Linked DNA regions of Sus scrofa: regions 1, 2 and 3 are each linked to region 4. Evidence: chromatin contacts called from public Hi-C and HiChIP or PLAC-seq data. All regions are on one chromosome and are shown on one strand. Each heading gives the region's core, a stretch centred on a gene start, on an enhancer-like site or on the middle of the called end of the contact. The rest is flanking DNA. Distances are from core to core; before and after follow the strand shown. Region 1 holds the start of PRPF38B (pre-mRNA-splicing factor 38B). Region 2 holds the start of STXBP3 (syntaxin-binding protein 3). Region 3 holds the start of LOC100624950 (cytochrome b561 domain-containing protein 1). Region 4 holds the start of TMEM167B (protein kish-B).

Region 1 (6,215 bases), core at 626-3,125, 380 kb after region 4:
ACTTACAATAATCTTTTAAGAGGATACCAAAATTTCAGTGTACTTTATATACCCAAAGTTGAACTGTATTCTCAAAACAATAATCAAAAGTAACAAATATTACAAAATCCTTCAAAAAAACCCCACTTAATTGGGGAAAAGGTGGACAAAACATAACTTAAAAGCAAATAAAGAAAATTTCCTTCTCTTAACACCTCTACAGAAGTGTTCAGGTCACAGAAAATACTTTGTGATCTGTCAAATGTTTTAAGAATCAATACAGACAAAACGGATTGTATCATATTAGATGTTCTAGCTAATAGCTAATGATCATTGATTAATATTCTTTAAAATATAAATTAACCTTAGGAGGCCTGGAAGGTATTTTTAAAACTACATAATTTGCAGGTAAGTGGAGAACGCCTATCAAATTGGTGAGGAAAAGACCAAAACTAATGGCCAAAAAAAAAAAATCTAATTAGCCGTTCATTTAACCAGGGAAATGCATTTATGGCGATTGAGCATGATTAATAATGCATACCTCTACCTGCGACCCTGGGCTGCTCCGAGCCTCGCTGCAAGACTGAGTCAATCCTGCTAACGAAACAAGAACTGAGACAAGAGTGCAGTGAGGAGGCGCCAGGTGAGCTCCCCAGCACAGCCAAGCCAGCACCGACCCTGCCGCAGAAGCCCAGGGCCCAGATAATTCTAAATAAGCCCAATGCACAGGTGACTGAGACCACTTACTCCTGACTTCCTGCTGCGAAAATTTCCAGGCCTTCGGTACATCTCTTCCACTTGCACCTCTCCACCCTCAACCCTCCCACCCCACCCGACGCACACTGACCACTTCCCTGTCTTAATCGGACAGTGAACACCGACTACACGAGGCCAACATTGAAGTCAATACACGCCCTGGCCCGGGGTGAGCAGGAGAAGCGCCAACAAGTTGGCGCTGAGTAGATCCACGTGAAAAGAAAGAAATTTAAAGCTGTAAACTGGAGAGGCTTCAGTCTCGTTTCTCCTCTCCCCCACCTCTCCCGTCCAACTCCCCCCAGGGACGGGCAGGAGGTGGGGGGAGGCGAGCGAGATCAATGGCGGCGGGCTCTCCGGGCCCTAAAAATCTGAAAAGGAAATGAGAGGGCGGCCCCAGTTTGACCCCTCCCTGGCGGACTACTGACCACCACAACCCCTCCGCCCGCCGCCCCCCACCCACCACCAAATCCTCAGTCCTCCGGGGCCGCCTCCGCCCGTTTCCTCTATACCCCCTCCTCCGAACTTAACCCCCACCCCCCCAGGTCTAGACGTTTCGTACCTTAAAGTAGATCTCGTCCACCACCTCGTGGTAGGTTTTGAGCTCGTAGAGCTGCACTTTGAAGTAAGGCGACGACAGGATATTGGTCAAGATCATGGGGTTGAGGTTCATAGTCTTTTCGTTGCCCCACAGCGGCAGCACATTGCCCTGCTTGCCCGAGACTGCCGGCTTGGTGGCGCCACCGCCGCCGCCGCCGCCGCACTGCTGCTGCTGCTGAGCCGCGGCCGCGGCTGCCTGGTGCTGCGGCTGCGAGTTGCCTGTCAGCGCGGGGCTGTTGTTAGCCATGTTGCGGCGGAAGGAAGGAGGGAGGGAGAAGGGAGGGGGAGGGGGCCAAGCTCGATCTCGCTCTTCGGGACAACGGTCCGGGACCCTACTCCATGGAACGCCGTCGGAAGAGGGGGCCGCGTAGCTGTGCCCCAGCCAGCTGAAGGAGGGCAACTAGGACGCCGACAAATGGACCCCGAGTGGAGAGCAGACGCCAAGACGCGGGCCGCGAGAACTCCAAGCAGAAAGCGAGCCGGCGGCCCGAGAGCGCGATCTCTTCCGCCAACTGCCCCTGGGAACAAGATGGCGGCCCCGGCGGATGTGACGCCACACGCCCCAGAGTTCCAAGCTTAGCCGGCGGCCAATCAGAGTTGCCCAGGTGGGCCGGAGAGTCTTCTTCCTTGTTCCGCGCGTTCGGAGCGCGCTGCGGTGGCGTTGGTGCCCTCTGCTCCCCGACTCTTAGGCGATTTACACTGGAAATTGGGGGTCAGGGGAGGAAGATTGTAGGTCTAATTGGTATGTTTTAATATTTGGACTGCGGGCCCCGGTTTCATCTTTCGAAAGCTGAGCGGTCAGGCGTTCTCAAGGCTGTATACTTGCAAATCCATGACTGACTACTGCGGAGTAACCGAACCTCCTGAATTCAGTTTTAAGATTCTTTGGAAGGGATGATAGTACCGCACTCCTTCGTGTGATTCCAGTGCAGTCTTTCTGCCCTCTGTCCGGCTAGAGATCTTATTATTTGAGCCTAAATTTATTCAACCGTAAGGTCAAGATAAACATCTTGCTGGGCTAAATTTTTTTTTTTTTTTTTTTTTTTTTTTAGCATTTAAGAGCTACTGTATCTGTAGTGCCATTCGTTACCTGATTGCTTTCTTCCTACTGGAGTTCTTCCATTCTGCGGTGCATTCCGAGTGATAGCCTTGGGCGAGGCATTGAAGGGAGGTAGAGGGAAGAAGGTGGTGGGTGCGCGAATGAGTCAGAACCCGTGTCATCTTTCAAAAGCTACTGTTCACCTAGAGAAGAAGCATGGTGAATTTGGGAGTCAAGAGAAGACAACAAAAGCTACTGAAGTTTCTGCAGGTTCATGGACTTGGCAGTTTTACCGACAGAGAACAGCCTGAGTATATATAGAAGCAGGGAAGATCAAGTCTGTTAGAGGGTAAATCTAGTTGACAGGAGCCAGGAGATATGCTTATGGAGGAGTAATGACTAGATAGGAATTGGGCTATTTAAGTGCCTGGAATGCCAAGATGAAACATAAGGAATTTGATGACATTTAAGCCTAAGGGTTACATAATTTCGTCTATGACCCCAAAGTTACCTTAAGATGCTAATGTTTGGAATATTCTCTGGCTCCAATTCGTTCTTCACAGGGCGTTGCTAGAGTCATCCTTCCAAAAGTGCAGCACTCCCTGCTCAAAACCTGTGATGACTCATGTGGTGATACCCTAATTGCCAAAATCCAGTGACCTTTTTCATTCTCCATGCTATTTGATTTCTCATTGTGGCACTTTTTATCATTTACGCTTTCCTAGAAACTGTTGAAGTAGGAAGTTTGAAGGCAAGATTAATTTCAGTGGCTTAAACACAGAGGGGAAAGGGATGAGACAGAAATCTTGGGGAACATCTACAGCTGGATGAAGTTGAACCAGCAGGAGAGAGGACAAGCAGAGAAGTAGAAGGTAAATGGAGACATAGTGTAAGGAAAGATAAATGAGAAGTAAATGAATGATTGGAGTGATTAATATTTAGAATGGACAATATATAAGTGATCATTCTGTTTAGTTCCTTTATTTTATGTTGGAGGGCTAAAGCTTTTGGAAGTGGTTTAAACTTAGTAGATTTTTTTTTTTTTTAGGGCCGGCTGCACCTGTGGCATACAGAAGTTCTCAGGCTAGGGGTGGAATCAGAGCTGCAGCTGCTGGCCTACCACACAGCAATGCCAGATCCCAGCCATCTGCATGCTATATGGCATCTCAAGGAAATGCCCAATCCTTAAACCATGGAGTAAGGCCCGGGGTCGAACCCATGTCCTTATGGATACTTGTCAGGTTCGTTAACTGAACCATAATGGGAACTCCAGATCTTGTTTTTCCGTACATTAGTTTATACAAACTTACTTCCCAAGGGAAATAGATGATCCCACTCTCTAAAGACTCACCAAGTTTAAAATAAAATGAAAAAAAACTTGAACTCATTTTTTCCTTTATGTGTTTTTTGCCTTGATGAAAAGTTTATTGAGTTTACCCAGTAACACTAATTGCCAAATCCTAATTGCCTAAATCTTTTAAAATTCATTTATCCCTAGACTCTGAGTAAAGAGCTTAGTAGAGAGGTTGAAGTTTGATAATAAAAGTTTCAGTGGCATCAAATGAAGTATCAAACCAGGTATTGGGATAAAGTGCTTGGCATATTCGGTGAATCCCTAAAGCAATCTGAATATATAAGTATTATCCCCATTTAAAAAGTTATATTTAGGAGTTCCCTGGTGGCTCGGCAGGTTGAGGATCTGGTGTTGTCACTGCTCTGGCGAGTTTAATACCTGGCCCAGGAACGTCCATATGCTGCAGGTGTAGCTTAAGTTATATTTAACCTGGGTATACTACACTGTACATAGGATAAAACTGAGAAGTTTGGTTTGTTTTAGTCTTTTGGGGCTGTAGCAAAATACCACAGACTGGGTAGCTGATTAACAAAAGAAATTTATTTTTCACAGTTCTAGTGTTCTGTAGAGTCCAAGACCAAGGGACAGTCCTCTTCCTGCTTCATGGATGGCCCCACGTTGCTGAGTAATCACAACTTTAGAAGGATGAGGAAGCTCTGTGAGGTCTCTTTTGTGAAAGCACCAACCCCATTCATGAGAGCTCTACCCTCATGACTTAAGTACCTCCCAAAGGCCTTACCTCCTAATACCATCACCTTTGGGGATAGAATTTTGAGGGAGACTTCTAGACCTCAGTACTGATTAAACTGTCACCACAAGCAAGATAACAGTCATACGTCACCCCAGTTCTCCTGTCTCCTTTTGCAATCCAGTCTCTCTCCACCTCCATCCCCAGCAACCACTTTCTGTCAATATAGACTAGTTTGCATTTTCTTGAATTACAATAAATAAATGCAATCATATGCAGGTTCCCTTTTCACCTGGCTTCTTTGACTCAGAATAATACTGATACTCAGTCTTGTTGCTGGTACCAACAGGTTGTATGTGTTTTCTTTTTCTTTTTTCTTTCTTTTTTTTTTTTTTAATCATACTACTGACTTTATATTTATTTATTTTTTTGTCTTTTCTAGGGCCGCTCCCGTGGCATATGGAGGTTCCCAGTCTGGGGTCTAATTGGATCTGTAGCCGCCAGCCTACACCAGAGCCACAGCAACGCAGGATCCGAGCTGTGTCTGCAACCTACACCACAGCTCAGATCCTTAACCCACTGAGCCAGGCTGGGATCGAACCCACCACCTCTTGGTTCCTAGTCAGATTCCTTAACCACTGTGCCATGACGGGAACTCCTCTTTTTTTTTTTTTTTCCACAACCACACCTATGGCATATGTAAGTTCCCAGGCTAGGGGTTAAATCCAAGCTGTACCTAAGGCTTAGGCCACAGCCATGGCAATACTGGGTATCTGAGTCACATCTGTTATCTAAGCTGCAGCTTGCAGCAACACAGGATCCTTAACCCACCGATTGTATTTGTTTATCCAGTTGTCTGTCGTTAGGCATTTAGATTTCTAATTTTTGGGCTATTACAAATAAAGTAGCTATGATAATACATTTATTGAGTTTTTGTGCAGACATTTTTGTTTCGCTTGGCTAAATACCTAGACATCAAGTGACTAGGTCATATGATAGGTATATGTTTAACTTTTAAAGAAACAGACAAACTGTTTTCCAAGGTGACTTTACTATTTTACATTTCCATCATCAATGGGTGAGTGTTCCAGTTGTTTCTTGTCCTCATCAATACTTGATGTGATGGATTTAAAAAAAAATTTCTGGAGTTCCCGACGTGGTGCAGTGGTTAACGAATCCGACTAGGAACCATGAGGTTGCGGGTTGGATCCCTGACCTTGCTCAGTGGGTTAAGGATCCGGTGTTGCCGTGAGCTGTGGTGTAGGTTGCAGACGCGGCTCGGATCCTGCGTTGCTGTGGCTCTGGCGTAGGCTGGCGGCTACAGCTCCAATTTGACCCCTAGCCTGGGAACCTCCAAATGCCGTGGGAGCGGCTCAAGAAATGGCAAAAAAAAAATAAATAAATAAATAAATAAATATAAAAAACAATTTCAGTCATTCTAAAGTGTGCATGGTGGTACCTCATTGTGGCTTTAATTTACATTTCCCTTATGACTAATGATGCTGAACATCATTTCAGGAGCTTATTGGCATTCATGTCTCTTCCGTTGTAAAATAACTTCATCCCTTTTGCCCATTTCCTTATGTGGTTGTTTTAGTATTTGTTGAGATGGAAAACTTTTTTACATGATCTGGGTAAAGTCCTTTGATAACATGTGTTGCAAGGATTTATCACACAATCTGTGCCTTGCCTTTTAATTTTATTAATGGTGTTTTTCAAATAGCAGTTTTTTTAACTTTAATGAAGTCTCAATTATCACATTTTTGTTTTATGATTTGTGCTTTTTTGCCCTAAGCACTGCC
Region 2 (6,129 bases), core at 1,579-4,078, 320 kb after region 4:
TTTGGCTTTTTGGCTGTTAAGAATAAGGCAGCTATACAGGGAAAACTATTTTACAGCTCACAAATAATCTTGTGAACAGTAAAAGCCTGCTTTACTCCAAAGAATTTGAGTTTACAAGAAAAGGAGCGGAAAATTATTCCCCTACACCCTTGCTTTATGATTAATTCCACTTGTAAAAGCTTAAGGGTAAAGTCTAATTAAAGCTGAGCCAATGATTTAAAAAAAAAAAAACAGAAGAATGCAGCAATAATAAGAGTTTTAACATCTGTCAAATAGAGGTAATAAATTCTCAAGTTTTAATATATGTAAAGAATTGTGCCTGGCATAGAGTAATTGTTCAAGAAACATTAGTTCCCTTTTCCCTACTTTGTAGGTAAACCGAACGGCTTTGGGGGGGGGGCTTTTTTATCTTTTCAGGGCCACACCCGAGGCATACGGAGGTTCCCAGGCTAGGGGTCTAATCGGAGCTATAGCCGCTGGCCTACACCACAGCCACAGCAACACCAGGGATGGAGCCCGCTGCCTCACGGTTGCTAGTTGGATTCGTCTCCGCTGTGCCGCAAGGGGAAGTCCTTTTTTTTTTTTTAAAAAAAAAAAAAAAAAAAAAAAAACAACTGAAAGCTACTTAGCTTTCTACCCAGACCTAACTATACTACCTATATAGTTAGCAGAACCTTTTCTCAGTCAAATGTGTGATTCTCCTACCTCTGAGAAGATGCCTTCATTTCTTTCAGACTGTCATCTTCTGCTGACAGAACTGAGAGGCTCCCCACTTCTCTTTTCTCTCCACTTACTTACTAAATGTGGAATGAACATCACCTGTCTTTTGGCTATGTTCCTACTTACACAAAAGTTCTAATAACTAATTTTTTAATCCTCATAACACCTTCCTTCCATTCAGTGTCCCATCTTCTTTATCTTACACGCCATCTGGATATCCTGGTGCCACCTCAGGTTCACAGCCCACGACGGAAAATTGTTATCTTTAAACGCTCCCTCTTGCCTAGTTTCCATGCCATCAACACCAACATTACTGCCATTAACCTTTTTCCTTTGCTAATAAATGCTGACCATAAGGACCATCTTGGAAATTACTTATAAAATACAATTCATTACCCATTTCCAACATATATTTACAATGTAATTCCCATTTACAATATAAATGTATTTAAATACCACTGTGATTTTAAAACATTACCAAATCTTAAAAGTAACCCATGCAAATTTTGAAAAACAAATTTCTAACTTTACAATTATCCAATTAAAAGAAATAGTTTCAAGGAGTTGCCATCGTGGCTCAGCGGTTAGTGAACCCGACTAGCATCCATAAGGACTCGGTTTCGATCCTTGGCCTCACTCAGCGGGTTAAGGATCAGGCGTAGCCCTGATCTGTGGTGTAGGTCGCAGATGCGGCTCGGATCCCAAGTTGCTGTGCTGTGGTGTAGGCCGGCGGCTACAGCTCCAATTAGACCCCTAGCCTGGGAACCTCCATATGCTGCGGGTGAGGCCCTAAAAAGACAAAAAGACCAAAAAAAAAAAAAAAAGGTAAAAAGAAAAAAGTAATAAAAATATTTTCATAACTTTTTTCCCTCTTTTATTTATACACTTGTTTTTAGTATCTGATGTGCTAATCACTATGCCAGTCACCAATTTGGAGTTTTAATTTTATACAAGGAATTCTATAACTCCCAGAAGTTTGTTAACTCAGGTGCTATTTCTGTTCCTTCTTCAAAGCTGGAGTCAGAAATACTAATTGGATGTTACTCCCTTTCCACCACTAGACCATAATTACTTTGAACGCAGCAATGCCAAACAATGATAGTTCTTCCTGTTTGGCAGTATTATTCCTTCTCTAACCTGACCGGTCTAGGTTTGGTGTGATATTTATGAAAGTCGTGGATGATATGGCAGAATATGAGTAACCAATAAGTAGTACAGTCCTAGCAAAACGGAGTGACTCGGAGAGTAGAAAGGAAAAGGTGGATGAAGGTACAGCTTTGCCCCGAGATTTAATCATTCCAGCGGTCCCTTCTCTTTAGAAAGTGGGCTCTTCTAGAAGGGAAGAGGGGTCTGTTTAACAGTGAGGTTTTGTTTTTGTCTTCTTAAAGGACAGATAAAGTACGGTTATAAAACCCTCCCTGATACTAAGACCAATAAGCAAGAATAAGCACTTTTCGGAAACCCAAGTGCGGGGAGAGTGGGAGGGACGAGAGAGAAAAACAGTGCTTAGATTGTCTCCGGTGGAGAGACATCGCCGACTGGTGGGGCCTCGACGCGGGCGCGGCGGAGGACCGGCGCCGGGGCCCCGGGCGGAAAAGGCCGGCCGGGGGCCGCTCACCCAGGGCGGGGCTTCGGGGCCAGGGCCCCGCCGAGCGGAGAGGGTGCCAGACGCCAGGGCCGCGTCCTCCCGCACCCCGCCCATCCCTGGTCCTGCCAGAACTGCGCTGGGAAGGAAAGCAGGAAGAAGTCCTAACAGGGACGTGGGCGCCAAAGCAACAAGTGGCCGCCGCGGCTCCCCAAGGGACTGCTGGTCTGGGGCAGGAACGCAAGGCCGGGCGCCACGGCCTCCTTGGCCTTCCCTCTCTCAGCCCCTGCCCCATCGCACTCACTCTGCCACACGACGCTCTTCAGCCCCCGTTCCGTCACCGGCGGCGCCATCTTTCCAAACACTGCGGAGCAGCCGCCGGCGCCTCCCACTCGCAACCTACTTGAGCTGAGGGAAAGGGGTCGGGCGGGCCCCGCCTCTAGCTGCGGGGGAGGCCCCGCCCACGCCCACGGTCCGCGCCCTCCGGTGACGTCACGGGCTCTGTAGGGGCTTCCCGCCCATCCCTAGACTGAGGCTGCGCAGTGCGGATGGACGCTCCTTGAGCAGTTGCGCGCCCCCTAGCGGGAGGCTGTCAGATGAATTTCGACGACCTGTGACGTCAGAAAACGAAACCGTGCCAACGGATTGGGAGCTAACAGCATCTGAGAAATTCCGGATTACACGTAGGGTACATGAAAACGGGAGGGAGTTCTGCACTTTGTGAAGCGATTTGTAATGGACTTCATTCAGTCGCCTACCGAATAGAAAATTTATCCTTCAAAAAGTTTATTCATCGTTCAAGGAGGCAATAATTGGGCAGAAATGTGAGGTGCCATCCAGTGTGCCCAGAACTGTTCAAGACTTTCAGGAACGTCAAATAAATGAGACCAGATTCTGAAGAATTAAAAATCTAATTAGCTCAATTCTTGATATGCTGCAGGTAGTCAAAAGTTGGTTAAGGAGTTCCTCCTCGTGGCACAGTGGATAACGAATCCGACTAGGAGCCATGAGGTTGCGTGTTCAATCCCTGGCCTTGCTTAGTGGGTTTAGGATCCAGCGTTGCGGTGAGCTGTGGTGTAGGTTGCAGACGTGGCTCCGATCTGGCGTTGCTGCAAAAAGACAAAAAGACAAAAAGACAAAAAAAAAAAAAAAAAAAAGTTGGTTAAAAAGTAAATGCCCTTGTGATGATAGTATACCTGTATGAACCAATAAAATAATTATCTATTCAACAAACAAATTCAGGTGGGAGAGGCTATCAATGCTTTAGCATTTAAAAGAAGGGAATTATTGCTGATTCAACAAAGGAGACAATTTAAGCTCAAACATAGCAAGTGTAGGTAGAGAGATCTATTTCCTGAGACTTGCAATCAAACTAATCACTCATGAATTGAATGAGTTTAGTTGCTGAGCCCCCCAAACTGTGACATAACCATCATAGACATTAACACAAAGTATGCTTTCTCACAGGGATTTGCAAAGAACCAATTTTACGTTATTTTTTTCTTTTTATGGCCGCACCTGTAAGTTCCCAAGCTTGTGGTCAAATCTGAGCAGCAGCTGCTCGCCTACATCACACTCAGGACACCACCAGATCTGAGCCACATCTTCAACCTACATCGCAGCCTGTGGCAACACCAGATCCTTAACCCACTGAGCGAGGCCAGGGATCAAACTTGTGTCCTCACAGAGACAGTGTAGGGTCCTTAACCTGCTAAGCCATAATGGGAACTCCCAATTTTCTTAATTCAACTTGGTCACATAGAGAAGTGTAAATGGTACTTACTATTAGTAATTATAATAGCTAACATTTACTAAAGCAGGCACCGTGCTAAGTGGACTATCTCATTGATCCTCAAAGCAACCCTTACAGACAAGGAAACAGGCTTAGTGAAGTCAAGTAGCTTGCCAAGGATGCACAGCTAGTGGTGGAGTGGGAAGAAGGATTAGCCTTGAGCTACGCAGAAAGCAAGGGAGCAGACTATGGGATAACCTCAGTTTTTGCTCTTTAGGAGAGAGAAAGCTAATGAAAAATAAAAACAGCCATAGGAGTTCCCACTGTGGTGCAGCATGTTAAGGATCTGGCATTCCTGATGCTGGGGCACAGGTCACAGCTACGGCTCAGATTCGATTACCTGGCTGGGAACTTCTGTATGCCATGTGTGTGTGTCTGGGGGCACAAAAAAAACCCAAAACCAAACAAACAAACAAAACCTGAAAAAAAAAAACAACAATGACCAAAAAAAAAAAAAAGATTATAAACAGCCACAAAATGGCTTTAAGCAAAACCTATGGCATGAATAGCTTTTCCACTTAAGGTTTATATAGGCTAAGGTGGAGCTCTGGCCTCTTTAAAAACTTTTTTTTTTTTTTTTTTTTTTTTTTGGGCTGCACCCTTGGCATTTGGAAGCTACCAGGCTAGGAGTTGAACCAGAGCTATAGCTGCCGGCCTGCACCACAGCCACAGCAATGTGGGATCCGAGCCGCATCAATGACCTACACCACAGCTCATGGCAATGCCAGATCCTTAGCCCACTGATTGAGGCCAGGGATCAAACTTGTGTGCTTATGGATGCTAGTCAGATTCATTTCTGCTGAGCCACAATGGGAACTTCTCAAACTTATTTTAAATGGGTTTATCTGCTTAGAATTTTAAACAAAGACACACATTACATTCGTCTTCCTTTTCAATTTTAAATCAGGAGTTCCTGTCATGGCGCAGTGGAAATAAATCCGACTAGGAACCATGAAGTTGCGGGTTCAATCCCTGGCCTCACTCAATGGGTTAAGGATCTGGCGTTGCCGTGAGCTGTGGTGTAGGTTGCAGATGGGGCTTGGATCCCTCGGTGCTGTGGCTTTGGTGTAGGCTGGCAGCTGTAGCTCTGATTGGAGCCCTAGCCTGGGAACCTCCATATGCCACAAGCGTGGCCTTAAAAAGCAAAAAAAAAAAATAATTACATCAGCTTCTGCTTAGTATAGCAGAATGGAAACCCCAGCCATAAGAAAAAGTACAGACTGACCTTCTGAAATGGAGCTCCTGGCTCTAGAGGCTCAAACCGAGATGGAGGAGTATGATGAGTCAAAGTGCCTCCATCCCTTACCCTTGAGGAGAATAACCAGGTGCCAGGGAGTGATACAGAAAGGCCCTGCTGGGTTGCAGGTTTGACTTGGGTCACAGGGGGTGTAGCTGTAACTCATGCCCCTGAAGGCCAGATTCCAAGGTAGCCCTGGGAGTAGTGGAGTTCGTGTTGGCTTTGGCAGCACATAGACATGGGTCTACATCTACCACACCTACAAACTCTGATTCTGCCTGGTTTTTTTTTTTGTTTGTTGGTTTTTTTTTTGTTTGTTTTTTTTTTTTGCCACTGCTCCTCTGCCTCTCTTAGTAGTGGGACTTGAAACACTTCAGTTTTATTGCATTTGTGTGTTGAACATGAGTGTAACATCTCAAACCTCACAGCCAGCTAACCAGATGATAATGTTTATTGCCATTTTACAGATGTGAAAACTGAGATTCAGAGAAGTGAAATCACGGAAGACTTCAAGATGCCTCTAAGAACCTGCGTCCTCATGTGATACTGGTCAGATTGTTTCCGCTGAGTCACGCCCTTACCTTTGTACTGCACTGCCTGCCCTCCCTCCCCTAGTTTCACATAACTTCCCTGAGCTGTCTCTCTAGTCTCCTCTAGTTTGTTTGGCTAAACAAACTGAACAAGGAATCTGAATTCCCTGAAAACAGCAGAATGGAAGATAAAATCCACCAACACTGGTCAGAGATAAAAATTTAATTTGTAGAGCAGATAAACAGCCAAAATAACCAAGGGGTG
Region 3 (6,302 bases), core at 251-2,750, 340 kb before region 4:
CAGGCCCAGGGCTGCACAGAGGATGGCTAGGGTCTGCCCTGCCCAATGGAGTCGGATCCGGACCTTTCGGGAGCAGAAGAAGAACGGGGAGTGCTCAGGCGAGAAGAGTAGGATGGCCTCAGCCATGCAGAGGCAGAACTGTGAACATAGGAGAGGGCTAGTGAGCCTCAGGCCCAGCTTGGAGGCCTAAGAAAAAGGAGGTGCCCTCATATATTCAAACAATGAGGACAAAGGGTGGGGGCTAAGAACTCCCACCAGGACCCCCTGCCTCCCAGGTCAGCATTTCTGGGCAGAATTGGGAATCCACACTTCAATGATTCAGGCTGACATCCAGCCCCCTCCCCACCCCCTCCACAATGACTCCCACGTCTTGACCAAGGGGAAGGGCAAATGGTAAACTTCCTACTGAACTTTGGGGATCGGGAGCGACTGGAGAACACCCTTCCAATTCCTCCTTTCAGGCCTTAGCAGAGAAAAAATGGTGTCTTCCACGCCCTCCACCCCCTTCAACCACCTGACACTACCTAGAGCCCAGCCTTCTGTGTGCCCTGATCTCCTAAGTTGCAGGGAAAGATGGGGCCCTGGCCATTTCCCCCACCTCTCTGAGCCTTAGAAAGGCTGAGCCTTCTCAAGGCTGGATGCTTCCTTAGGGGAATATCCAAACAAATCACCTGCAGAAAGAAGCCCAAACTCACCGCCAAGGCCATGAATACAGGGTGCCAGGAGAAAAAACCTAAGAATCAAAGAGAACAGACTGACGGCTGGGCACCATTCTTTCTGCCCGCGTTTGGCCGGCTGGAGCCCAAAGAATCTGGCTGGAGAAGAAAAGTCACAGTGTACTATCTCCAACACTAATCAGCAATCAGGAACTCAGCACAAAGTGGAGCAACCAAGAGGGCAAACAAACCAGTTTGGCCCGAGTTCCCAATTCAGCGCCTCGCAGCAATCAGCCAAGTCCTAGAATAGATCGTGGCCTCCCTCCTTTACTTAGATCGTCCGTGAGGGGCTCCGCTTATGATGAACTAGTGAGTTTATTCCGTTCACTTCAGTCGTCTCCTCTCCTCCCGGCACCCAAAGCCCCACCCTTCCAGGACCCACCCCCAGGGCCACGCCCCACCACGCCCTTACTACCCTTCCACAGTCCGCCCCTCCACTGCTAGGGTCCCCACTCCACGCTTCTCCTAGCGCTCCCGGGCTCTGCCCCTCCAGCATCTCGGCTCCGCCCCGTCCCCTGGCCCCGCCCCCGTGCCCACTCACTGGTTCCCGGCCGGGACAGCACAGTCAGAAAGATGGTGAAGCCCAAAGCGACCAGGTGTGCCAAGATCCCACAGCCTCTCCGCAGCCAACGCGTCAGTCTCGGCTCCCTCGGCGGAGCGGGAACCAGACCTACCTCCAGGGGCTGCATGGCGGTCCCCGGCCGCCGCACCCTCCCAGCTGCCGGGGCACGTCTTCCGGGTTTGCGATCGCGGAGGCGGCCTTGGCTGCGGGAGAAGCTCCTCCCCAGGACGCCGCCGGCAATACGGCGGATGCGCCCACAGCGCCCTCTGGGGGCTGGGGGGAAAGAGCCTCGGCCCCGGAGAGCCCCGAGGGCAGAAGGCGACTGGACAGCTCCCGGCCCAGCGCTTTCCTTCAGCCAGCCTCATTTGCATTTTGATGTCTACAAGGGCTTATGGGGCTGGTGTCTCAGGCAGCCTGTGGAAATTATGTTTATGACAACTGATTTCACCCACATCACAAATCTGGTACACTGGGCCAAGCGTGTGAAACCCGTGTTTTGAGCAGTTTTCCAGAAATACTGAATTTCCCCGGTTGGCCACTGTCTCCCATCATCCCTTCTTTCGTCTTAAGGGAATAAGATTCCCCTCTGCTTAAAAGTAAGAAGACTGAAAGAATAAAGCTAGAATCTGGTGCCCTGTGCCTGGTAAATTCAGGGTTGAGGACCAAAGGCGGGCCATGCAACAGTCCTATCCCCTATCTGCGCAGTGGTTGTTGTCCCCAGTGAGACAAATGGAAAAACTAGGGCACTCCCAGCGCTGGCCGCCTCCACACCATCTGCTCAGCCCTGGGGAGCCAGGTGATCCTGAGGGACTGGGGCCTCCCACATGCCCGCTGCCTCCCACATCAAGGGAAGTTCTGTATGTGATCATACCCTTTTCCTTCCTGCCTCCAAAAAAGGTGTGGTTCGGCTTAAAGAGGTTGCGCCCCTTCCTTATGGGTAAACCCACAGGTCAGGGAGAAAAAGGGACCAAAGCAGGCCGTCCTGGGTGCAGTTACCCACTTAAGCTCCAGTGGCTGAGAAAATAAGGCTGCTAGCAAGAGGCAGGAAGAGCTGAAGAAACGTGAGGCAATAATGTGGAGACAGGATGGAGGCCTAGGGTTGCTCAAAGACCAGAGAAGAGCCACAAGCTGATGCCCACAGACCCTCAAGGCAAAGATCCAAGAGCCGGGCCAGGGGTGTGGCTCCCCTCCCCCATCCGGTCTCCTTTCCTAATGGGACTGTAGTTCCTGTGGCTGTTGCTCACTCAGAGCTGGAGCCGCACATGCCTCCTCATCCTGAGACTCCCACAGTGATTCCACCCCCAGCCATTTCCACAGTTTTAAAGGACAAAAAATGTACAAGCCTAAGAGACTTTTCTGCAGGCAAGCGATGGGAGCTGGAGCCTGGCTGCCTATCATCTCAGCCTCCTGGGGTGCGGATGGGGACAGTAAGGACACTCGTTTTGTTACATTTCTTTGCTTCCTTCTCTATGTTTGTTTTTGTATTTTCTTAGCAGCAACAGAACAGGGAGACAGTCTTGAGGTATTTTAAAGAGTTTTTTTTCTTAAAAAAAATAATATAAAGTTATAAAAAGCGGCAGCAGCCTGGGGCCCGGATCTGGAGGGGAGGAGGTGCTGGCGTCTCCATCGCAGTGGGCAGGCACTTTCTCGTTAATGGGCTTTTGACTGCAGGAAGACAACAGGCAAGAGACAGGGTCAGGCTGGGGGGCGGGAGGGGGTCTACCCATCCTCCTGTCACTGCACAGGCCATAAAAGTAAGGCCTGATTTCCTCCCGATGGTCTGGCGAGTAACACTGGGCAAGGGGGAAGACGAATGCCAGCCCCAGCAGAGGCAGCCCAGAGATCACCCAGGCCCACATGTGACACACACACTCGAGCCCTGGGCAACTGTCAGACTTACTACTCTGGTGTGGGCACCAAAGGTGTTGGTATGCACCTGGCTAGTGCTTGGCCAGGAGGGCACGCCCCTTCCCACCTCCAATACCTCCCTCCTGGCTAAGATCACATGGACAGCCCAGCATGCTACTCCAGGGCTCCCATCAGAAGAGGCAAATAAACCTGGCTGCTGGCTTTACCAGAAACCCCAGAGGACTTGCCTGGCCCCTGAAAACCTGGCAGTGGGTATGTGTGCAAGGTGGGCAGACATGCACGTGGACCTTGGGTTGTGGCCCTGCCCTTCCATGCCCTGATGCCCAGAGGCAAAACCAATGCACCAGACCGGCCCCCCACCCTGTGCCCAGCATATCAGGCCACAGCTCAGGGACCCAAGCTCAACGCCACTGCCCAAACCTTGCTTATCAGAGCTCATGGAGTCCAACTTCCTTTCCTTCAGGAACAGAGGTAGCTCCAGTTCCTGGAGTGAGGGCCACCGCCAAATCAGAAAGTGGCCCTTTGATTAAAGCAAAGGCGGGGAAGGGGGACAGGCAGGGGCAGCATCTCCTTAGTGCAGGGAGAGGGCTGGGCACGGAGGAAGGCCCAGCCAGCCAAAGCCGGGGTCCCCTCTCCCTGGAGAAGATGGCCCAGAACGCTTGCTCCCCTTCCCCAGGCCTCCCTTCCCTGCGCAAACATGTCCTCGCAAACATGTCCTCGGCGCCTCTCTCTGTCACTTTCCCCGTGTGCTGTCCACCCGCATCCCTGCTGACTCCGCCCCTTCCCGGACCTCTTCAGGGGGCTGGGCTGGTACCTTCAGTGGAGAACACTTGTCCTCAAAGGCCAGGGCCGGACCCGGCTTCTTGCGGCGCACGGAGCAGGCCGCGTCGGCGGGGGCACCAGCCTGGCAGTGCTTGGCCTTCACTGGCCGGCAGTAAGTGGCCAGGTTTTTCCGCTTCTTGGCTACCTCTTCCTCGGAGAGGCAGCTGGTCGGCAGGGCCTTGGCTGTGAGTCCAGCCCCTCCCTGGCTGTCCAGCTGAGAAGCCTTGACCGGCGTAGGGGGCGGATGAGGGGGGCCCCGGCAGTCCAGGGGCCCTGCTCGCTTCACTCTTGGCCCCACCGTCCCATTGAGCCCCACGCCCAGAGCGGTCTTAGTCTTGGCCGAGAGGCCCCGGCAGCCAGGGGGTTTGCCTTTTCCAGTGGGCTCCAGGATGCAGGTCCGTTTGAAAGTGGTGGGGCCAGGGGATAACTTCCGCTTTCGAGAAGGAGCCTCCACCTCAAGTGCGTCCTTGCCTTTGGACGACTTGCTGGCCTTGGAAGGCGGGAGCTTGCAGAAGGACGGGGACGGCGTGTTGGCAGGCAGTGGTGAGGTGATAGCCTGGCTTCCGCCCATGCATTCCGCCTGGCTGCAGGCGGCTGCCACACTGGGGGAGCCTGCAGGGTAGCTGGGAACTAGGCTGTCCTTGGCAGGGGGCATGGAGGCTGGGCAGGCGGGTCTAGGGGGTGGGCCTGGAAGCCGGGGGCAGCTGCTCGCAGAGGATGGGCTCAGGGGAGCAGCCGGAGGGGAGCTGACAAGGTGGGATGGAGGCTCAGCCGCGGGGGGGATCTTCCTGCAATAAGAAGGGAGCCCCACTGTGATGCCAGTCAAGCAAGAGGGCCTCCCCATCCACATACAACAGTCTCTGCCCCACCTAGAAATGGCCCAAATCCCTGGCAGTGCTGCCATCTGCTGGGAGACGCTGGAACTGAGAGACAGGAGGAAAGCACAGGGACTGGTAAGAATGAACCAGTGTGCAGACCCATTAAGAACCTCCCTTTCACTCTCAGGTTGGACAGCATCTATTCCTAGTTACCCGAAAGGTCCTGGAAGTGATGGGTAAGAGTTAAGATTCATTCCCAGGTGACCCATTCTCGCCCTGCCTTAGCCCAGCTCCAGGCTTCCAAGTCTCTCCATGGCCTCTTGATCCTACACGGGGGTCTCCCTGGCAAACAGTCCAGCCCCCTCTCCAAGTATGTGTGAAGAAGCAGGGCTTCTGAAGCCCATGGGTGCCTGGGGCCTAGGGAGGGATCCTGTGGGGCTGAGGGACTCACTTCCACATGTGTGAGCTGAGATGCCGCTCCAGCATGGAGCTCAGTGCTGAGCAGAACCGGTCCAGCCGGCGGCTGAACACGTAGCATCCAGGACTCACCAGCCGGCTTCCAAAGGTGCAGAACTGGAGGCAGAAGGCAAGCACGTGGTTAGTGGGGCCTGAAGCGCAGGGAGGGCTCCTGCTCACAGGATCTGACCTCCCCGGCCCACGCTGTGAGCCAGGGGTGCTGCCCCCCTCCCCGCCCATCCCAAGCCCACCCCAGGTCCCCGCCACAGGTCCTTACCGCCTGTGGCCGAGGGGGCCGGCTTGCATAGTGGCAGTCAGTGGGGAGGCGGAGGTCGTCAGATGTGCCCTCCTCCTCGCTCTCCTCACTGGAGGCCTGGGCCCCCCCCCGGGGCAGGGGGAAGGGAAACAGGCCTGGGTCCCCATCACCACCACCAGGGCCTTCGGCATCCAACTCACTCTCAGAGGAGGCCCGGGACCTGGAAGGGCCAAAGGGGATGTGAGGATGGGCCAGGGTGGGGAGTGTCCCTGAACCCGCCAAGCTCCAAACGCCAGGGCAGACCCCCTGCTGGGCAGTCAGACAAAGAGGAAGGAGGACAGGAAGGGAGGGAACGACAGAGCTCACAGAGTAAGAGCCAGAAAGATCGGGGCCACAGCTCCCACGGGCTCCTCTCCCCAGCCCCTTCACTTCCCAGCCCCTGTCTCCTCAGGGGGGAAATCTGCTCCAGATTCGCCTCCTCCAGAACATCTTCTGAGTTAAGTGCACCCAGCTCTGGTCAGCCCCGTCAATTCTCTCAACCCCCTTCGTGCATCACATATTCCTGTGAGCCTGTCTGGGAGCTGAGCCTGTGTTTCGTGTCTGCCCCTCGTGTTACAGGCAGAGATGCGTGTGTGTCTCCTTCGGCAAGGCAGGCTCTCCCCGGGGTCCAGCGCAGCCTCTGCACACGAAGGGGCCAGTGAATAAATACACAGTAGGACTGCCTCACCCGGGACCCTGACCCTTTCGGCTCCCCAGTTCCGACTTGTGGCCCGGTGGGAGCGGCTGGGAAATGTTTTTATCCT
Region 4 (6,445 bases), core at 734-3,233:
TGTAGATATTTCCCCAACAAAAATCTCACTGCTCCCTTCCCTCCACTTTCAAGAACTATAAATTCTGAGAAGGGTGCTTTGCTTTATGTGGAATCAGCCTACTGGGAATGCTGACTGGCAATAGGTTGAGAGAGGCATAAGAACCCTTGGTGCCTGAATGGAGAGAATTAAACATGTTCTTATTATAAAGAACTCATGTGATAAAGGAAAGCTAGATATTTAGCCACATCTCTCAGGTCAGCATCCGCTGGTGAACAACACACAAGGCAAATGTAAAGCTTAATGGAGACTGCAAGAGTTCAAATCCATATGACTAAAATTTTCCAATGCTTATCTTACACTTCACATGTAAATTTTCCAATGCTTATCTTACACTTCACATGTACTCTACTTACAAACCAAATTTCTACCAGAATAACATTCTTGAAAAAAAAAAAAGTATCTGAGGCTTGGACATAGTGGGACGACGATTGTGGGGGAAAAAACCTTTGAACAATTAGTTCTATTTCTTACATATGTAAACCAAAACAGATCCTTTAACCTGCTGCAGCAGGCTGGGGATTGAACCTGCACCTACACAGTGACCTGAGCTGCTGCAATCGGGTTCTTAACCCATGCACCACAGTGGGAACTCCCCAAGCTGTTTCTTATTAACACAATGAATCACCTAAGTGCAAAAAAATAAATAAATAAATAAAGGGTGATGGGTCATGAACATTTATTCAATAATTACTGTGTTCCAACTGCTCTCTTATTTCTCAGTTTAGATGATTTCTTCCTCTGGGTGATATCCCTTCCTGTACTGTGCCTAATAACCTCGGACCTCTGACTGCTCCTGAAGCTCCAAAAGGATATTTTACAAAACCAGCATCTGCCAGTTCTGGGCCACCAGTGTACCGCCCTCTCTCCTTCCAGTAAAACTACCCCACAGCCAAATTAAAACAAGCGTCCAGTAAATTAAAACATACACTAAGTTTTTATGCTGAACAATATTTTACTTGCTAGTCTTTTTCTACCATAAATTCTGACAGGTAAAGCCAAAAGCCACAAGGACGGGAAATGTGAACCCTCAGTACCAGGTTTATGGAGAAGTACTTTTGAGAGATGCTCTCCTATGCGCCTCAAATTATACTGCCTAAGAAGCCTTCTCATCTTTCTTGTTAAGGTTGATGCTAAAGACTGCAAAGGCTTTGTTTCTTGCCCTTCCCTGGAATTCGGTAATCATGTCCATAAAGTGTTTGAAGACACCTGAAAAATTAGGTCAGACAAACAGGGTAGCAACTGCCACATCATTTAGAAGAGGCAGTGTCTAAATGCAAACCCTGCAACACTAACCATGGTCTCCAGATGGGATCGTCCAGGCAGGACTTTAGAATCAAATAAGAGAAAACTTTAAAGCATTTTTGCAAAACAAGTAGAACTTTTTTTTGAGTCTACATTCACTGCCCCCCCAAATGTGGAGCCAAAAATCCTCTGATTTTTTTGTCCTCCCTAGGAGCTTACTATCCAAAAGTATGAGAACGCAGAGGGCTGTGAGAAGGATCTGTTTTTCACTGGTGCTAAAGCGACATTAAGGGCCAGAACGAACTTCTAGAAAGGGGACAAGGGAAAGCACAGGGTAGGGGCCAAGGACTCGGGGAGGGGGCACATGAAGCACTGAGGGTTCCAGATGGGCACAGGGCGGAGGAACCCGCAGAGGGGTTGAGGGAACAGGAGTTACGGCCCCAAGAGAACAAGGGGGGACTGGGCTGGGAGGGGGCGGGGAGAGCGGCCACGTCAGTCCCGGCTCCGCCCGCCACGTTTCCTCTCGCTCTGCTCTCTCCTCCGCCGCTCTGGGCATTGGTTCTCACCGTTCGTCATGGCGGCTGGGCCGGGGCCTGGGTATGGCGTCCCGGGATCGGCGGTGGTAGCGGCGAAGGCGGGGGAACCCCAGCTCCCGCTTGACACTTCCCGATCAGGGCCGCAGCGATCAGGGCAGGAGTCAGAGTACGCAGGCGCAAGGGCAGAGAGGGGAGCGCCGAACGCAATCAGGGGTGGATAGTCGATTGCCGAGCTAGGGAACCTGCGTGGGAGGAATTGCGCTAATATGTGTGGTTTAGAAAAACGCTATCCCGCAGGGTTCCTCCGTGGCCATGGTAACCAAGTCTCTTCTGAGCGCCCCTGAAGAGTTAGTGTTGGGGCGTAACCTGTCCTGCTAGCGTCGTGGTTGAAAAAGGTAAAGGCTTCAGTTTTGCCCTTTATTTTGCGCTTTGGTAGCTGCAGTGTCTGCGTGTGTGCGTTTGGTGTGTCTGTAAGCGGCTGCCCGCCTGCAACGGAGAGGTGCCGCCTGCAACGGAGAGGTCTCCGTCTCAAGCTTCCATTTAAAAGAAGCCGCGCTTGCTGCGTCTCTCCTTACTCCTTAAACAAATCTGGAGAGTGAGGTTGCGTTTGGACTTTCAGTTAGGAACCTTATAACGCTAAAACTCTACATTGTTGGGAAACGTTTAGATAATTGCCTGTTTGCATCAATTTTTCTTTAAACTATCAGGATAGTCTCAATTATCTCTTGTATTTAGTTATGCAGGGGTCACCTCAACTTCTTTAACCGGGAAATGGAGATATTGGGACAGCTCTTCTCACAGCATTTTAACAACCTGACCAAATACACCGTCAGTTTAATGTTAGCGCGGGGTTGAGGAGACGAAGCCACAGGTCCCATTTTGAACAGCGAAATCCTTAATTACACACAACGCGACCTGCCTTTATTAGAGTCGGGGCGAAAGTGCGACTGAGTTGTTGGGAGCTGAAGGTTAGTTAAGGTTAGTAATCCGCAGATGTCTACATCCTAAAGGGATTCTTTGTCCTTCCTCCTGCAGAGCCACCTGCTGGCTGCGGCCTGCTTGGTTTTGAGGAAGAAAAGCTATCAAAGCCTCCTAGGAGTTGGAGTGGAAAAGCAAGCCAAAAAGTCTGATTAGGACAGACTCCTTATGAAAATACACATAAATGCAAATGAACTTATTTACAAAACAGAAATAGACCCACGGGCATAGAAAACATGGTTACCAAAGGGGAAAGAGAGGGAGGGATAAATTAGAATTTATAATTTGTAAATTATCTTTTAATCAGTTAACTCTTTTTCAAAATATCATTCCTCTTGCCCCCTTTTCCGTTCTACATCCATCACCTTTGTGATTTTGCCATTTCAGTCACTGTTTTTTCTTTTTTTTTTTTTTTCTGGCCACACCTGCCTTGTCCTCCAAGGGTATGGAAGATCCCAGGCTAGAAGTTTTTAAGCATCAATTAAATCCTCACAGCAGTGAGAACGTGCATTTGTATAACATTTTGACATTTTCAAAGCAAACACACCTTGTCATCGTACCTGAAGTAATCGTCACAACTGCCTCATCACCTCTATTTTAGAGATAATCTAAGGTTTAGAGTAAGGACTATCCAGTATCGACAGTCTTCTGGTCTTCTGAACTCAGAACTAGAAAATTTTAGTCCACACCATGACTGCTATTTACTTTAACACAACCGCTGCCTGCTGAGTATATGTCTAACTCCTTGCCTGCTATACAAGGCCTTCCAGCAGCATTTTCTATTGTTCCTATATGTGGACTTCAAGCTTCAGCTCTGAAAAGACTGTTCTGCGTTCCTCAAATGTACTCTCTGCTCTCACATTTTGGCTCATGCCATCTACTCTTTTGGAGATAACTTTTATCTCCTCGTTTTTACTAGACGGAAGCCATTCCAGTTTTCTTTTTTCTTTCGTGCGCTGAAAGGTAAGTCTCTTCTCACCTGTCACTCTCAGAGTTTAAGAATTAAGTTTAAGGACAAAAAAAAATCACAATTGAAGAACTGGGAAGAGTGATTGTCTCCTTACTATTTCAAAGGACGGTAATGGACATAATACCTTACTGTTTCTCCTTGTGTCTGTCTTTCTTCTTCTTCCTATTCTTTCTTCTCACGCTTGTATTTATTTCCCTTCTTCCTCTCTCCACCATATTTTTTTTATTCCAGGTTCTAAGTAGTATTTTACCTTTTTTTTTTATTGAATAAAGTGAATTTCACCAGATTTCTATTTCAAAATTAGTTAGACTAAGAATTTTATATTTTCAAAAATTATATTCTGCTTTGTCTTTGTCAAATTGGGTTATAATGGTGGCTTCTTTCTAGGGTGGTTGAAGGAGTAAATGAGTAACTATTTACAGCAATACCAGGCGTGATGTCAGTGCACCATAAATGTTAGCTGTTACTGTTGTTCACTTGTTTAAAAAATATTTACCAGTGTCTGCTATGTGGTGGGCACTTTATTACATTTTGCAGGAATAGAGGCAAAAATGAGTCTCTGCCCTCAGGGAACAAACTATATTGGGAAAGACAGAGGAAGAAACACGTTTTAGTAGAGCACAGGCATTAGCTGTGTAAAGACGTTGTCTTTGATCTCCACTGTTTTGCAGAATGCTTTTTTTTTTTTTTTCAGTGAGAAATCGGGCTCAGCGGAGGCACAGTGGTGAGACCACAGAGCTAGCGTGTTTGACTCCGGAGCTCCCTTCCCCTTGTTATCGCACTGTGTCAAATGAGGATGCTGGGCCCTGATCCTGATCTTTGAGGATTTTGTTCCAAGCATTAGTGTTTCTATCTTCCCGAAAAGACCCACAAGCCTCATGCCAAAGCTGGGTCACCGGCTCTTGCGGCCCAAATACAAGGAATCAATAGAGCCCGCTGCCTGGGGACTCCATTCAGACAGTCCATCCTCAGTTCATTTCAGCCTCCGCCGGGAGGACGGGCAGTTGTTGCCAAACGCCTGTCAGTCAAGAACAGTGGCCTGTTTGTTAGGGCTGTTGCAGTCCCTGTGGCGAACACTCATCAGTCATGGGGACCCTGACGGTGGCATTCTGGTTTAACCAAAGAGTAAGTTCAGTCCCAAAGGCACAGCCTGCAACAATAGCTTCATTTGAATGACAACGTCTCTGAAAAGGGATGTCAAACCGGCCTTAATTTATGCTACAAGCATTTGTTCCGGGGACTTGGAAGTCTAAGGAATGTGCTGGCCATTGGGAGCTCAAAGGGAAGAGAAAAAGACTGTGTTCTTAGTAAGTTTTAAGATTTAGTCTATAAACAAGCTGCGTGTCTAAAGAATCAGAAAATACAGTAGAAAGAAGTGTTGAAGGAAAGCGAAAATAAGTGCTGTGGGAGTGTTAGAAGGTGCCTTCAGCCGGAGGGCCTCGTGGACGAGCAGACCTCTTGGCTGGGCCTGAAACGCATGTAGCCTGTCAGTGGAAAAGAAAAGTATCCTAGTGGGAAAGTAGCTGTGTAATCAAAGGCTTGAAGATCAGCTCAGCTTGGGGCAGAGCACACACTTCCCTTCCTCCTTCACGACCTGACTCCATCCATCTCTCGGGTCGCAGCTCAAACCTTTTGCACGAGGGAGGCGTCTCTGCCCTTCCTGGGTCCCCTTCCTCCATCATAAGCTTCCAAAGCATACAATTTCTATTTCACTCATGGCCCCCTGCTGCATGGTAAGGTTCAGGAAGCCAGGACTGTGGGAACTGTGTATGTACATTGTCGTTTTATCCACAGTCCCACAGCAAGTGCTGAATGTTTTACAGGTGCTTGATACATACTGGTTGTATGAATGATTGAAAGTGGGCTTGTGGAACTGGGCTGTTGAGTTCATGAAGGTAATGCTGAAAAGTAACTTATCGTAGAAGGTATTTATTGGAAAAATAGTGTATATATTATATAAAATATAATGTATAATATAAGCAGATCTGTGCAGTTCAAACCTATGTTGTTTAGCGGTCAACTGTATATTCTTCTCCTCCTCTCTGCTCCTCTTCACTTTTCTTCTTTTATCTTTTGCTGTGTCTTGGACCATTTCTTGTCTCTTTGTCCCTTGATGTACTGTTTCTGAGGATCTGCCTGTTGCCTCTCTTCTCTCACTTTTGTTTCTGTGCAGTCTTAAAACTATTGCCCTTGTACTGATGTCTCCTGTGCCTTTTTTTTCCTTCTTTTTATGGCCACATCTGCATCACATGGAGGTTCCCAGGCTAGGGGTGGAATCGGAGCTGTAGCTGCTGGCCTACACCACAGTCACAGCAACGCCAGATCTGAGCCATGTCTGCAACCTGCACCACAGCTCACGGCAACGCCAGATACTTAACCCACTGAGCAAGGCCAGGGATTGAACTGGTGTCCTTATGGATACTAGTCGGGTTTGCTACCGCTGAACCACAATGAGAACTCCACTCCTCCCCACCCTGCTGTTTTTTTTTTTTTTTTTTTTTTTTTTTTTGCAGTGCCACAGCATTGGAAATTTCCTGGGGCCAGGGATTGACAGGGATCAAGCCCTTGTCACAGCAGTGACACAAGCCACAGCAGTAACAGCACTGGTCTTTAACTAGTAGGCCACCTGGGAACTCCCCCCAAGCCAGTTTCTCTAGACTTGATTTCTCTGCAGATA

What was found. A called contact is a pair of places that touch in the nucleus more often than the background predicts. HiChIP or PLAC-seq counts read pairs in DNA pulled down with a chosen protein or histone mark.
Region 1: a contact with region 4 is called in a Hi-C map of liver, with 4 times the contacts expected there. The contact joins the promoter of PRPF38B here to the promoter of TMEM167B in region 4. A contact is called at or near these places in 1 of 5 promoter capture datasets (fetal liver), 5 of 47 Hi-C or Micro-C datasets (alveolar macrophages, heart right ventricle, liver and 2 more) and 1 of 2 datasets of contacts at active chromatin or transcription factors (alveolar macrophages).
Region 2: a contact with region 4 is called in an H3K27ac HiChIP or PLAC-seq map of alveolar macrophages. The contact joins the promoter of STXBP3 here to the promoter of TMEM167B in region 4. A contact is called at or near these places in 1 of 5 promoter capture datasets (fetal liver) and 2 of 2 datasets of contacts at active chromatin or transcription factors (alveolar macrophages and skeletal muscle).
Region 3: an H3K27ac HiChIP or PLAC-seq map of alveolar macrophages shows a contact between it and region 4. The contact joins the promoter of LOC100624950 here to the promoter of TMEM167B in region 4. A contact is called at or near these places in 1 of 5 promoter capture datasets (liver), 2 of 47 Hi-C or Micro-C datasets (embryonic fibroblasts and heart right ventricle) and 1 of 2 datasets of contacts at active chromatin or transcription factors (alveolar macrophages).

The regions. Positions count from the first base shown.
Region 1 is chr4:111,345,630-111,351,844 of Sscrofa11.1, forward strand. It overlaps PRPF38B (pre-mRNA-splicing factor 38B), which reads right to left and starts at 1,876. Exons shown (of 6, transcript XM_001927806.4): 1 at 1,295-1,876. The coding sequence starts at 1,579. LOC102160506 (a long non-coding RNA gene) reads left to right here and starts at 1,947. Exons shown (of 3, transcript XR_002343537.1): 1 at 1,947-2,074; 2 at 2,385-3,243; 3 at 4,278-4,857.
Region 2 is chr4:111,291,239-111,297,367 of Sscrofa11.1, forward strand. STXBP3 (syntaxin-binding protein 3) reads right to left here and starts at 2,829. Exons shown (of 19, transcript XM_021090106.1): 1 at 2,610-2,829. The coding sequence starts at 2,658.
Region 3 is chr4:110,634,438-110,640,739 of Sscrofa11.1, forward strand. It overlaps LOC100624950 (cytochrome b561 domain-containing protein 1), which reads right to left and starts at 1,501. Exons shown (of 3, transcript XM_003355263.4): 1 at 1,258-1,501; 2 at 696-733; 3 at 1-138. The coding sequence starts at 1,405. ATXN7L2 (ataxin-7-like protein 2) reads right to left here. Exons shown (of 11, transcript XM_021090075.1): 7 at 5,521-5,719; 8 at 5,239-5,360; 9 at 3,962-4,757; 10 at 3,568-3,667; 11 at 2,796-2,943. The coding sequence ends at 2,843.
Region 4 is chr4:110,969,526-110,975,970 of Sscrofa11.1, forward strand. It overlaps TMEM167B (protein kish-B), which reads right to left and starts at 1,984. Exons shown (of 3, transcript XM_001926138.5): 1 at 1,851-1,984. The coding sequence starts at 1,860.